Regions from separate parts of the Sus scrofa genome. Here region 1 is linked to region 2. Evidence: chromatin contacts called from public Hi-C data. All regions are on one chromosome and are shown on one strand. The core of a region is the stretch at or near the end of the contact, and the rest is flanking DNA. Distances in the headings are between cores, read along the strand shown. Region 1 holds the start of SDHB (succinate dehydrogenase complex iron sulfur subunit B). Region 2 holds the start of ATP13A2 (probable cation-transporting ATPase 13A2).

Region 1 (7,612 bases), core at 1,844-4,343, 40 kb after region 2:
GTGTGCTGCTGCTGCTGTGATAGAGCAGCAAAGCTGGTAATGCAGGGTGAGGGGAGAAGTCCTGGACAGCCACCTCTGAACAGGTGACAGGATGGAGAGCACGAGAGGAGAGGAGCCAGAGCAGTGCCGCCACTTCTCCCACAACACAGGCAGCAAAGGAGAATATACAGGCAGAAGCAGGAGGTGGACAAAAATTTTGAGTTTTTTCTTCGTTGTAGCCTAGCTGGGCAATTTATACGACAAACCCAAAGAAGAGGGTTTGTCAAAAGCATTTCTACCTCAATCTACAAACAAATGAGAGTTCAAGGCTGAGTGTACCTTTGTAAGAAATCGTGGATAAGCTGAAAGGCATAGTTTATTTTTCACTTTTGCTTTTTAAGGCCGCACCCTCAGCATATGGAGGTTCCCAGGCTAGGGGTCAAATCGGAGTTACAGCTGTCAGCCTATGCTACAGCCACAGCAACGCAGGATCCGAGCCGCATCTGCAATCTACACCACAGCTCGTGGCTAACTGAGCGAGGCCAGAGATTGAATGCACGATCTCATGGTTCCTAGTCAGATTCGTTTCCCCTGAGCCACAATGGGAACTCCTGAAATGCACAGTTTATAATTGAAGGCAAGAAGCGAGATATCAACAACTGGACTGAAACCAGACTGAGGATGAGAAGGGTGAATTCTGGATTACACTGAAGGCAGCGTGTTATTTAAGGAGAGCTTCCTTGGGAGCAGGCTGGGAGCTTGAATTCGACGGTGCAGATACAGATTCAGAGATAGGCGGGAAAGATGTGGAAATGGAGAGGAAAAAGGCAGGGAGGTCTCACCAGAGAGAGACAGTTTCCGAAAGGTGTGAATGGTGGTGGTCCAAAGCCAAGATTTAAAACTTAGTAGCTGGACGTTCTTTGGCAAATTACTTAACTTTTTCTGACTTTGTTTCCTTTTGTAAGAAAGTAGTGGGTATTAAAATCTACCTCATAGGATTAACAGGAGGGCCAAGTTTCTGGCATTGCTCAGAAAATAATTTCTGCTCTTCCACATTGGCAACCATATCCATTCTTGCATTATTCTTTTTTTTTTTTTTTTTCTTTTTAGGGCTGCACCTGGGACATATGGAGGTTTCCAGGCTAGGAGGAGCTACAGTTGGGCCACAGCCATAGCCATGCAGGATCCAAGCTGCGTTTGCGATCTACATCACAGCTCACAGCAATGCCAGATCCTTAACCCACTGAGCGAGGCCAGAGATTGAACCTGCAACCTCATGGTTCCTAGTCGGGATTTGTTCCCACTGCGCCACGACGGGAACTCCTGTTCTTGCATTATTCTAATTGGCAGATGGGTATAGCAAGCCCCGTCAGCTCTAGAGGCAATGAGACACACAACTGAAAGTCTGTGGTATTTGCCCTTGGGGAGTACACAGTCTAGAGGAAGAAATGAGGCAACATAAACAACAGTTAATACACTACAGTTCAATACTCACAGGCAGAACTGTGGTTCAGTGGTACAAACAAAAGCATGAGGAATTCAGAAGAGATCTCCCACTGTGTCCTAGACTCTTAGGAACCAGAGTATACCCGAAAGTAGTACACCAAGCTCATTACGGATTCTATTCAGGTGGATTATGATGATGTCACTATTTATGGATGTGAATATATTTTCCTACACGGGGGTGTGAGTGTAATTTATTTTCTTTGCCCTCAGGAGGCCCTACAGTGGCTTCACCTGGAATTACAACACTGACCTATGAAACCAACTTTCTCTGTAATTCATTCTTGGAGGAGGGACCTGAGCTTCAGAATGCACTCTCATTGGTGGGACTCTCACAACCTAACTGCTTGCTCAGCAAGTATAAAAGAGCTGTAAACAAGGTCATTATCAATCACCAATTTAACGCTCAGCTTAAGATGCTGGTAGGCAGTTTTCATCCCCAGCCCTACTTCTCAGAAGGCTGCGAGATGACCTGTCTGAGTTCACATAGAGCATATTGCAAAGAGCTGGTGTTAGAAGACTGGCCATATGCCAGCGAATATGTTCTCATGGAGGTGCAGGAAGAGGAGGGGAATTCATAATTCTTGTACCTCTATTGTGGGCAGATCTATGCTAGGAGTTTTTCACATACAAAGATCAAAACACTGGGGTCTGGTCCTGGATCAACCCATTCTTGGCTGTGATATTTTGAACAAGTAAAAAAACAAACACAAAAAAACCCAAAACACCACTTTCTGAGGCCTCAGTTTTCCAAACTCTAAAATGGAGGTAAGAATTCCTGCTTGTCCATCTTACAGGGTTTTTTCAGGAGCCCAAAGGACGAAAAAGATTTGAAAGGGATTTACATACACAAATTGCGATGGCAATTTCCCTTCCTCCCATTTTGAATGCAGATCACAAGTGTGTAGCTTCCTGACAACTCAAGGGATGCACCCTGAAGAACGTAAATAAGAGCAGTGCCAAGCTCGATAAGGTCGGTACGCCCTTTACAGGTAGAGATTCAGAGCGGATGACTCTGCTTTACGAAGACTCATATCCTCAGGGCATCAAGCGGATTACCTTCCATTTTTCTGTTCCCTTGGCCCCAACAATTCACCCGCCCTTTCCCTCTTTACTGAGCACCCTGGAGGAGTGACCTCGCCTCCCAGTTTTATCCTTAGCGCTCCGGCAGGTCTGTCTTTCCCAAAGGAGTCAGAAAAAGGGCTCGGAGGCCAAATGGTCGGATTCGAATTATGCTTCCCAACAGACACTCGCTCGCCATGTGACCTTGGGCAATTCCAGTTCCCTCTCCGAACTTCTCTTTCTTGTGTCTAAAAAACCCTCTCCGCCCTGACCAATTCACGGGCTGCAGAAAGGTGCAGAAAGATAACCGGCAGGAACGCTCCCGACCAGAGTTAGAGCACTGCGCGGGTGGGAGCGGGTTGTCCTCCTCGAGGCCTGGCCCTGTGCTCCCTCAGCCCTTCCGCTGCCCTCCCCACTGCAAGCCGTCTCCGTGACCTTCATGCCTGGCTCGCCCCCTCCGCCCGGGGCGGGTGCTCACCTGCAGGCAGGCTCCGCCAAGGGTTGTGGCCGGGAACCAGCGTTTCAAGGAGACCGCGACCACCGCCGCCATTTTGGTTTCTGACGTCGAGCCCCACCCCTTCACCCCGAGGGCACTCTCCGCCGCTGTCCCACCGAGCACCGCGGCGCCGAGCCAGCGTCCACCGAGGACCCGCTAGCTGCTCAGAACCACCGAGTGGGAGGTGGCTTCCGGTTTCCCGAGTGGGTGGAGGGAAGGCGGAGAAAGCCTGCAAGAACGGGCGTAGTTGCCGTGGGCCGGACGCATGCCCACTTAGTCTCCCGCGTTCGAAGGTGACCTTCCCAGAGGAAGGGGCGGAGCCAGGGAGGGAGGGCCGTGGTAAGGGGTGGGGCTACAGCCTAAGTGGGCGGAGCCATTCGATCTTCGTCCTCTCCCGATTTTTAACCCCTTTCTTCCTGAAAATTTATCTATCATGTCACTCAACTGCGGTTTGCCCGAGACTGACCGGGTTTCAGCACTGCTGCCTCCCAAGAAACCCCTCAGTCCGGGGCAAATCAGGAATGTTGGAGTCCGAGGGGACTTCAACGATCAAGGGCAAAGGTGTCATTCATTCAAAAATACGTATGGAGCACCACTATGTGCCAGGTGCTGGGTACTACAGTGCGTGAGCAAGCCGGGCACCGGTGCCGCCCTCACCAAACTTACCAGACAATTGTAATACGGTAAGTTCTGTTCTGTAAAAGAGGAGCGAGAAGGGAACCCAGGATGGCTCAATCAGTCAGTTAGCGTTAGAAACCATTTCTTGAACACCTACTATGTGCCAAGCATTATGATTCATCTTAATACTCAAAGCAGTCTTTTTATGAAAGAGGTGTGCGTATTTTAACTTTTCTTCTTTCTTTTTTTTCTTTTTTGACTTTGCCTGTTTTAGGGCCGCACCCGCGGCATGTGGAGGTTCCCAAGCTAGGGGTCTGAGCCGCATCTGCAACCTACACCACAGCTCACGGCAACGCGGGATCTTCAACCTACTGAGCAAGGCCAGGGATCGAACCCACAACCTCATGGTTCCTTATTGGATTTGTTAACTACTGAGCCATGACAGAAGCTCCTTAACTTTCTATTTCAGTCATATCAGCTGCTTTATCCAGACCTCTGCATGGGTTATCTCAGAGCCCACCTCACTCTGGGAACTCAATTACCTGGGCAGGTGTGGCTTTTGTCCTTCCTGTCTCAGTCTCTTCAGTCAGCTCTGGCAGTTTATGTAGTTAGCTAACTTTGCAGTTCCCTGTATCTCCCAGGATGATGTTTTCCCTTCTTGGCCCACTTGCTTTTGTTTTGTTTTTGTTTTTGTTTTTTAGGCCTCCCCATAGCATCCCTGGCCAAGGATCAGATTTGAGCCACAGACGTGACCTACGCTGCAGCAGTGCTGGATCCTTAACCCACTGTGCCGGGCTGGGGATTGAACCTGTGTCCCAGGACTCCAGAGATGCTGCCAATCCCCATGAGCCACGGAGGGAATTCCTGCCCACTTGTTTTCGACATATAAAAGTCACCTTTTAAAAGAATTGAGGTTAGGAGTTCCCGTCGTGGTGCAGTGGTTAACGAATCCGACTAGGAGCCATGAGGTTGCAGGTTCCATCCCTGGCCTTGCTCGGTGGGCCTGGGATCTGGTGTTGCCGTGAGCTGTGGTGTAGGTCACAGACGTGGCTGGGATCCTGTGTTGCTGTGGCTCTGGCGTAGGCTGGCTACAGCTCCAATTAGACCCCTAGCCTGGGTACTTCCCTATGCTGCGGGAGCAGCCCTAGAAAAGGCAGAAAGATCAAAAAATAAATAAATAAAAGAATTGAGGTTGTAGTTGATGTACAATATTATGTTTCAGGTGTTAAAGATTATGTTCCATTTATAGTTATTATAAAATATTGGGTATATTTCCTGTGTTGTACTCTATATCTTTGCAGTTTATTTATTTTACGGAGTAGTTTGTACTTCTTAATCCCCTACCCTTGCTTTTTTTTTTTTTTTTTGCCTTTTTTGGGTTGCACTTGCGGCATATGAAGGTTCCCAGGCTAGGGGTCAAATCGGAGCTACAGCTGCCGGCCTACACCACAGCCACAGCAATGCCAGATCTGAGCCACGTCTGTGACCTACACCACAGCTCACAGTAATGCCAGATCCTTAATCCACTGAGCAAGGCCAGGATTGAATCCACGACCTCATGGTTCCAGTCAGATTCATTTCCACTCTGCCATGACAGAACTCCTCCCCTACCCTGTGAAAAGCACCTTTGTATAGTCTTTGGCTTCCACACCCATATAATTTTTTTTTTTTTTTTTTTTGTCTTTTTGCTATTTCTTGGGCCGCTCCTGCAGCATATGGAGGTTCCCAGGCTAGGGGTCTAATTGGAGCTGTGGCCGCCAGCCTACGCCAGAGCCATAGCAACGCTGGATCCGAGCCGCGTCTGCAACCTACACCACAGCTCACGGCAACGCTGGATCGTTTACCCACTGAGCAAGGGCAGGGACCGAACCCGCAACCTCATGGTTCCTAGTCGGATTTGTTAACCACTGCGCCACGACGGGAACTCCAACACACCCATATAATTTAGATGCTCCTGGAGAAATTAAGATGGCCAGCTGAATTGGTGGATGGGGCTAAGTTTCTGGAGTCCTGGACCAGAGCTGCCATGTGGCCTCAGAGGAGGTATATAGTGAGGCCACAGGAAACAACCAGGACCTCTGGGCCTAACCTTGAATCTTCCCCTTGAGGCTGTGTGACCTTGGACTAGTCCCTCCCCATCTCTGGTCTTTAGTTCCCTTGTCTGTAAAATCAGGGTATTAAAATCAGCTGATTTAAGATTCTGTGAGGAGTTTCCAGGTGGCCTAGTGGGTGGAGGATCTGGCATTGTCACTGCTGTGGCCCAGGTTTAATCCTTGGCCCAGGAACTTCAAATGCAGTGGGTGTGGCCAAAAAGAAAAAAAAAAAAAAGATTTTGTGGAGTTCCTGTGGTGGCTCATCAGGTTAAGAACGAATGTTGTCTCTGTGAGGATGGGAGTTTGATCCCCAGTCTTGCTCAGTAGGTTAAGGATCCATTATTGAGGCGTATGTTGCAGATGCAGCTTGACTCTCATTTTGCTGTGGCTGTGGTGTAGGCCAGCAGCTGCAGCTCCAATTCAACCCCTAACCTGGGACCTTCCATATGCTGCAGGTGTGGCTGTAAAAAGAACAACAACAAAAAAGATTTTGTGATTCATCTGGCTGCCTTGGGGGTAACTGGTGACAGGGCTCAGGTCACTTGTATTGCCGAAATGTCGCCTGCTGCTGCACACTGAAGCCAATTAGAAACGGAGAGACAGAGTTGGAGGAAACAGAAAAATTAGCTTTAATTGCCAGGCAAAGAGGGGAACACAGCAGGCTAGCCCCTCAAGGACTGTGGCCCCCACTTAGAGGGGATAGTGAGAAGTCTTCCAGTGTTTGAGGAGCAGGGCATGTCCAGCTCTTGGACATTTTCCTGATTGGTGAGTGGTGAGGTGATGGGCAGTCAGCGTCATCAACCTTCTTTTTTTTTTGCCATTTCTTGGGCCGCTCCCGCAGCATATGGAGGTTCCCAGGCTAGGGGTCTAATCGGAGCTGTAGCTGCCAGCCTGCACCAGAGCCACAGCAACACGGGATCCGAGCCTCGTCTGCGACCTACACCACAGCTCACGGCAACGCTGGATCATTAACCCACTGAGCAAGGGTAGGGATTGAACCCACAACCTCATGGTTCCTAGTCAGATTCGTTAACCACTGCGCTACGACGGGAACTCCCCATCAACCTTCTTGTTCTGGTCTGGGGTCCTCGTGCTTGTGGGCAGCATACAGTAGACTTCTTTCACCTGGTGGGGACTTTAGCACCCCCAAAACAGCTCCAGGGGCGGGCTCAGAATATCATCTACAGTCTTTGAAGAACTGAAGGTCCTTGACTTTGTTGAATGGCTGAATTATTATTATTTTGTCTTTTTGCCTTTTTCTAAGGCCGCCCCGAGGCATATGGAGGTTCCCAGGCTAGGGGTCTAATTGGAGCTGTAGCCACTGGCCTATGCCAGAGTCACAGCAATGCAGGATCCAAGCCGCGTCTGCGACCTACCCCAAAGCTCTTGGCAATGCCGGATCCTTAACCGACTGAGCGAGGCCAGGGATCGAACCTGAAACCTCGTGGTTCCTAGTCGGATTTGCTAACGACTGAGCCACGACGGGAACTCCAAATGGCTGAATTATCATTACTGTTTTTCCTCTGTGTTTTCTTTCACTTCTCTGATTAAATTGGTTCTTTGACTAAAGTTTTTCTATAGCTAAAAGGCAGGAAATGAATCCGACTAGGAACCCATCGTGGCACAGCGGAAATGAATCCAACTGGGAACCATGAGGTTGCGGGTTTGATCCCTGACCCCACTCAGTGGGTCAAGGATCTGGTGTTGCTGTGGCTGTGGTGTAGGCTGGCAGCAACAGCTCCGATTGGACCCCTAGCCTGGAACCTCCAGGTGCTGTGGGTGTGGCCCTAAAAAGACAAAAGACCGGAGTTCCCGTCGTGGCGCAGTGGTTAACGAATCTGACTAGGAACCATGAGGTTGC
Region 2 (6,535 bases), core at 3,329-5,828:
CACAATAAGAGCAGCCAACATCCATTAAGCACTTCCCAGGTGACAAGAGCTGCTCTAACCTTCCACATGAATCAGCTCTTTGAACCCTCCAGCAACACGATGAGAGGACTCTTATTCTTCCCATGTGTACAAACGAGGGAACCGAGGCTCAGAACTACAAAGCCCCCGCCCCCACCCCCACCCCCGTAAATGGTGGCGCTGGGAAGTCAGAGCCCAGATCCTGTGTTTTGGGGACCAATGTGGGCACTTTCAAAGAGAGCCTATGCCCTACGCTGCCTGAGGCCTCTGAGGCAAGATGACTCAAAACCCAAATCAACCCAGCCCCACCCATGGCCAAGTCCTCCCCTGTCCCTGTCCACTGGATGACTCAGAAAATATACGGAGCTGCAACCCGCTCCAGGAAGAGCCTGGCATCTGCGGATCGATCTCTCTCTCTCTCTCTCTCTCACACACACACACACAGCCCTCAACCGTGTGTCTGCCCAGTGGTAAAGGCTGGAAGCCAGAGGGCAGGAGGCCTGGTCAGCCTTCTCTCCTGGGGCTCACAGCGACCCAGCCTGGGTCCCTGGGGTGGTCCCTTTTGCTCTGTGGTTCCAGTTCAGCTTGTGAGTGAGGCTTGTCAGGGCATCATCTCCTCCCCTTCCTGGTGACAGCCCGCAGATAACAGCAGAGGCCCCTCTCTGGTGTGTGTATGGGGGGTCGGGGTGGGGGTGATTCGCCCTGGAGCCTGGCCTGGGGGTGTGGGGCAGGGGAAACAGGCGTTCAGGACAACTGACCCAGTCTGGTAACCTGGGCTCTCAGATCTCTGGGAATCAACAAGCACAGCCCTTTTCTTTTTGGTCTTTTTAGGGCCAAACCTGCAGCATATGGAAGTTCCCAGGCTAGGGGTTGAATCAGAGTTGCGGCTGCCAGCCTACACCACAGCAACAAGGGATCCAAGCCGCGTCTGCGACCTATACCACAGCTCTCGGCAAAGCCAGATCCTTAATCCACTGAGCAAAGCTGGGGATCAACCACGCATCCTCATGGACACTAGTCAGGTTCTTAACTTGCTGAGCCACACGGGAACTCCCCAGTATCCTTCTTGTTGCCAGAACCCCTCATCTGCCCCAGAGCCCTGCTCCCTGAGTGGGGCAGGGTGGGGAGTTTCACACCCTTTAGGGCTGTTCTTGGGCTGTTTCTGGGGAGTGAGGGAAGAGAGCACCTCGGGGTAACAGGCACTGACACGGGCCAGGCAGTGTTCAAGGACTTCACCTACATTCATTTATCAATTCCTCACCACAACCCTATGCAGTGTGTCCTGCCTACTTTTATCCCCACTTTAGATTAGGAAATCGAGGCACAGAGAGGTGAAGTAAGTTGCCCAAAGGCCACAGAGCCTGTGGGACGTGGATGCCGGCAGTGTGGCTGCAGGGCCCACGCTCTTAACAACACTGCCACCGTCCCCGCCGTCATCTCCATCAGTAACTGTGCTCCTGGCTCTCTGCCAAGGGCCTTAGCCTCGCTGGGCTTCTGTTTCCCATCTCTAGGGTCATAATGCCCAAGCAGCTGGCACACGCGGGGTTTGCAGTTCCTGAGGCATGGGCCTCTGCAGATGGGCGGTTGCTGGCTCCCTGCCAAAGAGATGTGGCTTCTGCTCTGACCCATTTCTCAGGCTCCCCTCCACGTTACCATCACCCTGTCTGAAAACCCACCGCTGTGCCACTGGGCCCCTGTGTGTACTCAACAGCTCCTCCCTCTGCCTTAAAACCCTCAGACCAGCAGCCGGCCCTGGCAGCATGTCCAGCCAAGCCTGGGCAGGTCCCTTTGCGCCCACTGATCTGATTTGCTCCCACGACCATCACGCAACGCATCCCATCTTACAGAGAGACCTGAGCCTCGGGAGAGGCAGTCTGCCTGTCAATTTGTCTCGCAGCTGGAAAGGGCCTTCCTCCAAAGTGCTCTCTGCCCACCTGAGCCCCATCCGCTGACACCATCACATCAGACTGGCACATGTGTCATCACCCTCCTGTTCAGAGTGCCTGGAATGGGGCTGGGACTCAGGAACCCTTTACTGAATGAATGAACGAGTGAATGAAAGCCCGTACACCTTGCTGGTATTACAGAGTGTGGAAGCCACGGCGCTGGGAGTCACTGCGTTCGCTCCTGCCCTGGCTCAGCTGTGAGGGGCACAGGGAGGAGCTGCTTCTTCAAAGGCCCCACCCGAGTCCATCACTGGCTGGCTTCTCCAGGATCTACACAAAATGCTCCCTCTGGGAGTTCTTTCTTGTGCCTCACACACACCCATCGCTTCATGACAATGCTCTACCAGTCAGCCTGGGGAAGAGGGAAGGGAGCTCGAAGGAGGAAGTCACATCTGGGGAACCCTCTGGTATCCCCAAGGTCAAGCCCAGGGTACGCTCTTGCAGAACACCTGTCAGAACACTCGGGAAGTTCCTGCTGTGGCACAACAGGATGGGCAGCGTCCCGGCAGCACCAGGATACAGGTTTGATCCCTGGCCCGGCACAGCGGGTTAAAAGATCTGGCAATGCCACAGCTGCAGCCTAGGACGCAACTCTGGCTCGGATCTGGTCCCTGGCCCAGGAACTCCATATGCTGCAGCGTGGTCAAAAAGGAAGAAGAGAAAACACAAAGAACAAAAAAACACTCGGAAATGCTTGTTTATCTCAATTGGCATCTCAGTCTCCTCCAGGATGGCACAGGAAGGTCAGGCCAGCGTCTGATCTCTCCTGAAGCCGGCTCAGGCCAGCTGCTTGGGATGAGGAAGCTTTCGCAATGACTGTATGACTCTTTTGAACAACAAGGGCTGATCTTCACACATAACCCTTCAGGGACTAGTATCATCCCATTTTACAGCTGGGGAAATTGAGGAACACAGCGTCACACAGCTTCAAAGGGGAGAAGCTGGAAAAAAGTGGGTCTGAATGAACACATCCCTCTTCGTTCATCCTCACAGCCACCTCGTAGAAAGTATGGATGATGATCCCCATATATTTTTGCCTTTTTGCTTTTTAGAGTCGCACCCATGGCATATGGATGTTCCCAGGCTAGGGGATCGAATTGGAGCTGCAGCTGCCGGCCTGCACCACAGCCACAGCAATGCCAGATCTGAGCCGCATGTGCGACCCACACCGCAGCTCATGGCAATGCCGGATCCTTAACGCACTGAGTGGGGCCAGGGATTGAATCTGCGTCCTCATAGATCCTAGTTGGCTTTGTTACTGCTGAGCCACAGTGGGAACTCCAGGATCCCCATTTAAAACAAAGCACAGAGAGGTTAACCTGTCTCAAGTCACACAGCTCTGAGTGGTCAAGACTGGACTTGAACCTAGTCTGACTCCACGGCCCTAGGGGCAATGCCACTGGCGCTGCAGAACAGAGGGGCTGGAGTCAAACCATTTGGGAACCTCTTGTTTCCTGCGGAAGCACGGGTTTCCTGCTGGTGACCTGGCAGTGGCTCAGGGCAGCACTGCCGCCTCCCCCTGCTGTGTTTCCCTTGTGGCCAGAAGCTCCTCTCCTCTGCTGGGCTAGGAGCAAGAGGGACAATCTGCCAGGAGCTCTGTGAATCTTTGGATCTGGACTATTTCCTCAGTACTTCCCCTCCCTCAGCCAGGTTCACTCTAGATTTTGATTAGTGGGAGTGGTGCTGTGGGGGGGTAAGGTGGGAGATCTGGAGGGAGAGGCCTGAAGGGTCTGCAGCTGTGGAGAGGATGCTCCAGCATTGGTGGCTCTTGGCTGAGGTCTGGGCTCTGAGCAACCCACATGGAAATGAGACCCTTCTGGATAGGAGAGGTCTATTGGCCTCATTTGCAGCAGGTGGGATTTAAATTAGCTCCGGAAAGGGTGGACCTGGAATAGGTAATATGGAGGGTGTGGTCTTGGAGCTGGGGGCCTGAGGCAGGAGTTCAGGGGTGGCATTTGGGCTCCGGGGCACTCCCATCCAGGGACTCGGGGAGCCTTGGCTTCTCCAACCCCATTCATTCATTCAGCCAAGAGGAACAACTGCTCCGAGGACCCGGATGCAGAGGCCTCCGCGCCTCTTCCCCAACCTGGACGTCAGTGCGGGAGGGCGTCCAGTGGGAGGGAGGCATCTCTGCGTGCCCGGCCACCGACACCCCCACCCCCACCCCCGGCCCCTTGCAAGGCGCCAGGAGCTTCCTCGTCCAAGGCTCTGCGCAGCGCCATCCCCGGCTCTTAGCCTCTCTGGAAGGGGGGAGGGCACGGGCGCAGTGATACCCCCGGGATCGCTCCTCGGCCAGCAACCGCGCAGTGGGGGTGTCTACCCACGCCAGGTGCGACGACGCGCGGCCTGGGGACCGCGCCCCCCGGTTTCCTGTCTGCAGGGGCTGCGCACTCACCTGCGCTCATGGTGGCTCCTCGCGCTCATCGCCGGGCCCAGGCGTCGCGACGCCCCGCGATGGGGACCAAGGCGGAAGGCCGGGGGGGCGCAGGGCGCTGCGCGGCTGGGCGGCCAGGGAACCTGCAGAGCCGAGTGGCTGACGCGGCCGCCGAGGTGCCGCAGTCGAGATCTGAGCGCAGCCAAGCCCCGCCCCGCCCTCTGCGGCCCCAAGTCCGCCCGCGCGCCGCCTGGGCTGCCGGGACTTGTAGTCCGAGCCCCCCCCGCCACGCTCCCTCCTCCCGCCAAGCCGCAGGCAGGGACTGAGAGATAACGACAGCCCTGGGACAGACGCATAGACAGAGAAGGGACATTGAGGGACTCCGACAGGACAATCCGCAGACACGAATGAACACACAGACACACACTCAGAAATAGCCCTCAGATGCACAAACACAAGTACACCCACCTCTCCCGCCCCACACAGGCTGACTACAGAGTTGTGACACAGAGAAACAGACACGACAATTCTCAGACACGCAGAATTGTCTCAGGGAAACAGGACAACTTTGGTACACAAACACACAGGTACACAACAACCTCAGAGGCACACACAAAGGCTAGACTCTCAAGACACAGACACAACGCACAGAGGTGATACTTAGAGACAGAGCACACCCAGTAGTGTGACACTTAAAACACAGGTGTAACACACACACCCACCTCCACCGTCACACTCTCCACACATGGAGTCAGCCCCGGCTGCATATTATAGTGGTTGAGGATGATGCCTGCTGATTCAAGCTGGCCTCCATCTCTTCTAGGCTCTGGGACCTTGGGCAAGTCACTTAACCTCTCTGGGCCTCATTTCTTTTTTTTCTTTTTTCTTTTGGGAGGGGCACACTAGAGGCATATGGAAATTCCCAGGCTAGGGATCGAATCGGAGCTATAGCCTCTGGCCTACACCACAGCCACAGCAACATGGGATCCGATTGGCATCAGCAGCTCATGGCAATGCTGGATCCTTAACCCACTGAGGGAGGCCAGGGATGGAACCCGCATTCTCATGGATACAAGTCGGATTCATTTCCACTGAGCCACAAAGGGAACTCCTCTGGGTTTCATTTCTTAACCTATAGGAGGATGATGACATTAGCAATCCCTGCTTGATTATTATGAGGCTTATGTGAGAAAAAGCATGTAGAGCACTAGGGACAGTGCTGGTTCTGCTGGATAAATATTAAAGAAAGAAGACATTTCTGCCCAGAGACTCACAGAGATATGCATGGACCTGGGGAGGCTCTGCAGTGATGTACAAAAGGCCTCTCAAGGAGTTCCCATCGTGGCTCAGTGGTTACCGAATCCGACTAGGAAGCATGAGGTTGCGGGTTTGATCCCTGTCTTTGCTCAGTGGGGTAAGGATCCCACGTTGCTGTGGCTCTGGCGTAGACCGGTGGCTATTGCTCCAATTAGACCCCTAGAATGGGAACCTCCATATGCCATGGGAGCAGCCCCAGAAAAGGCAAAAAGACAAAAAAAAAAAAAAAAAGCCTCTCAAATGCCAGAGAAGGAGTTCCCATTGTGGTTCAGTGGGTTAAGAACCTAACTAGTATCCATGAGGCTGAGGCTTCGATCTTTGGCTTCGCTCAGTGGGTTAAGGATCTGGCATTGCCTTGGGCTTCAGCGTGGGTTGCAGATATAGCTGGGACCTGGCATTGCTGTGGCTGTGGCCGGCAGCTGCAGCTCCTATTTGACCCCTAGCCTGGGAACCTCCATATACTGCAGGTATGGCCCTAAAAAGACAAAAAAAAAAAAAAAGCCAGAGAAATAGCAGAGGCATGACCCGATTTCAGAAGCCTCATAGCATGACCATAGACACACCTGCACAGGTGGGAAACAAGAAGGCCCCTGCAGGGCACATGGCATTGCCCCATAGTGACAGGTACAGACATGGCATCCCTTGACCCTGGGGTGGATGGCTTCTGGACTAGGATCTCCAAAGGATCAGAGAGCCTGGGGAGACTCTGGGGCAAACCCAAGAAGGATCACATTAGGGCCAAGGATAGGTGGCCTGATCCATCATCATGTATCAGGCTGATTTATGCAGTGCCAGGTGCTGTTCTAGGAGGGTGAACAGAGACATGGGGAGCAGCCAAGGTAAGCAGAGGAAAACCCCAAAGCAATGTGTGGGAACAACC

What was found. Hi-C and Micro-C count contacts between places; a contact is called where the count stands out from the background.
Region 1: a Hi-C map of skeletal muscle shows a contact between it and region 2, with 8 times the contacts expected there. The contact joins the promoter of SDHB here to the promoter of ATP13A2 in region 2. A contact is called at or near these places in 1 of 5 promoter capture datasets (liver), 8 of 47 Hi-C or Micro-C datasets (embryonic fibroblasts, epiblast stem cells, heart right ventricle and 2 more) and 2 of 2 datasets of contacts at active chromatin or transcription factors (alveolar macrophages and skeletal muscle).

The regions. Positions count from the first base shown.
Region 1 is chr6:75,675,018-75,682,629 of Sscrofa11.1, forward strand. It overlaps SDHB (succinate dehydrogenase complex iron sulfur subunit B), which reads right to left and starts at 3,094. Exons shown (of 8, transcript NM_001104953.1): 1 at 3,023-3,094. The coding sequence starts at 3,094.
Region 2 is chr6:75,634,013-75,640,547 of Sscrofa11.1, forward strand. ATP13A2 (probable cation-transporting ATPase 13A2) reads right to left here and starts at 4,579. Exons shown (of 29, transcript XM_005665049.3): 1 at 4,360-4,579. The coding sequence starts at 4,369.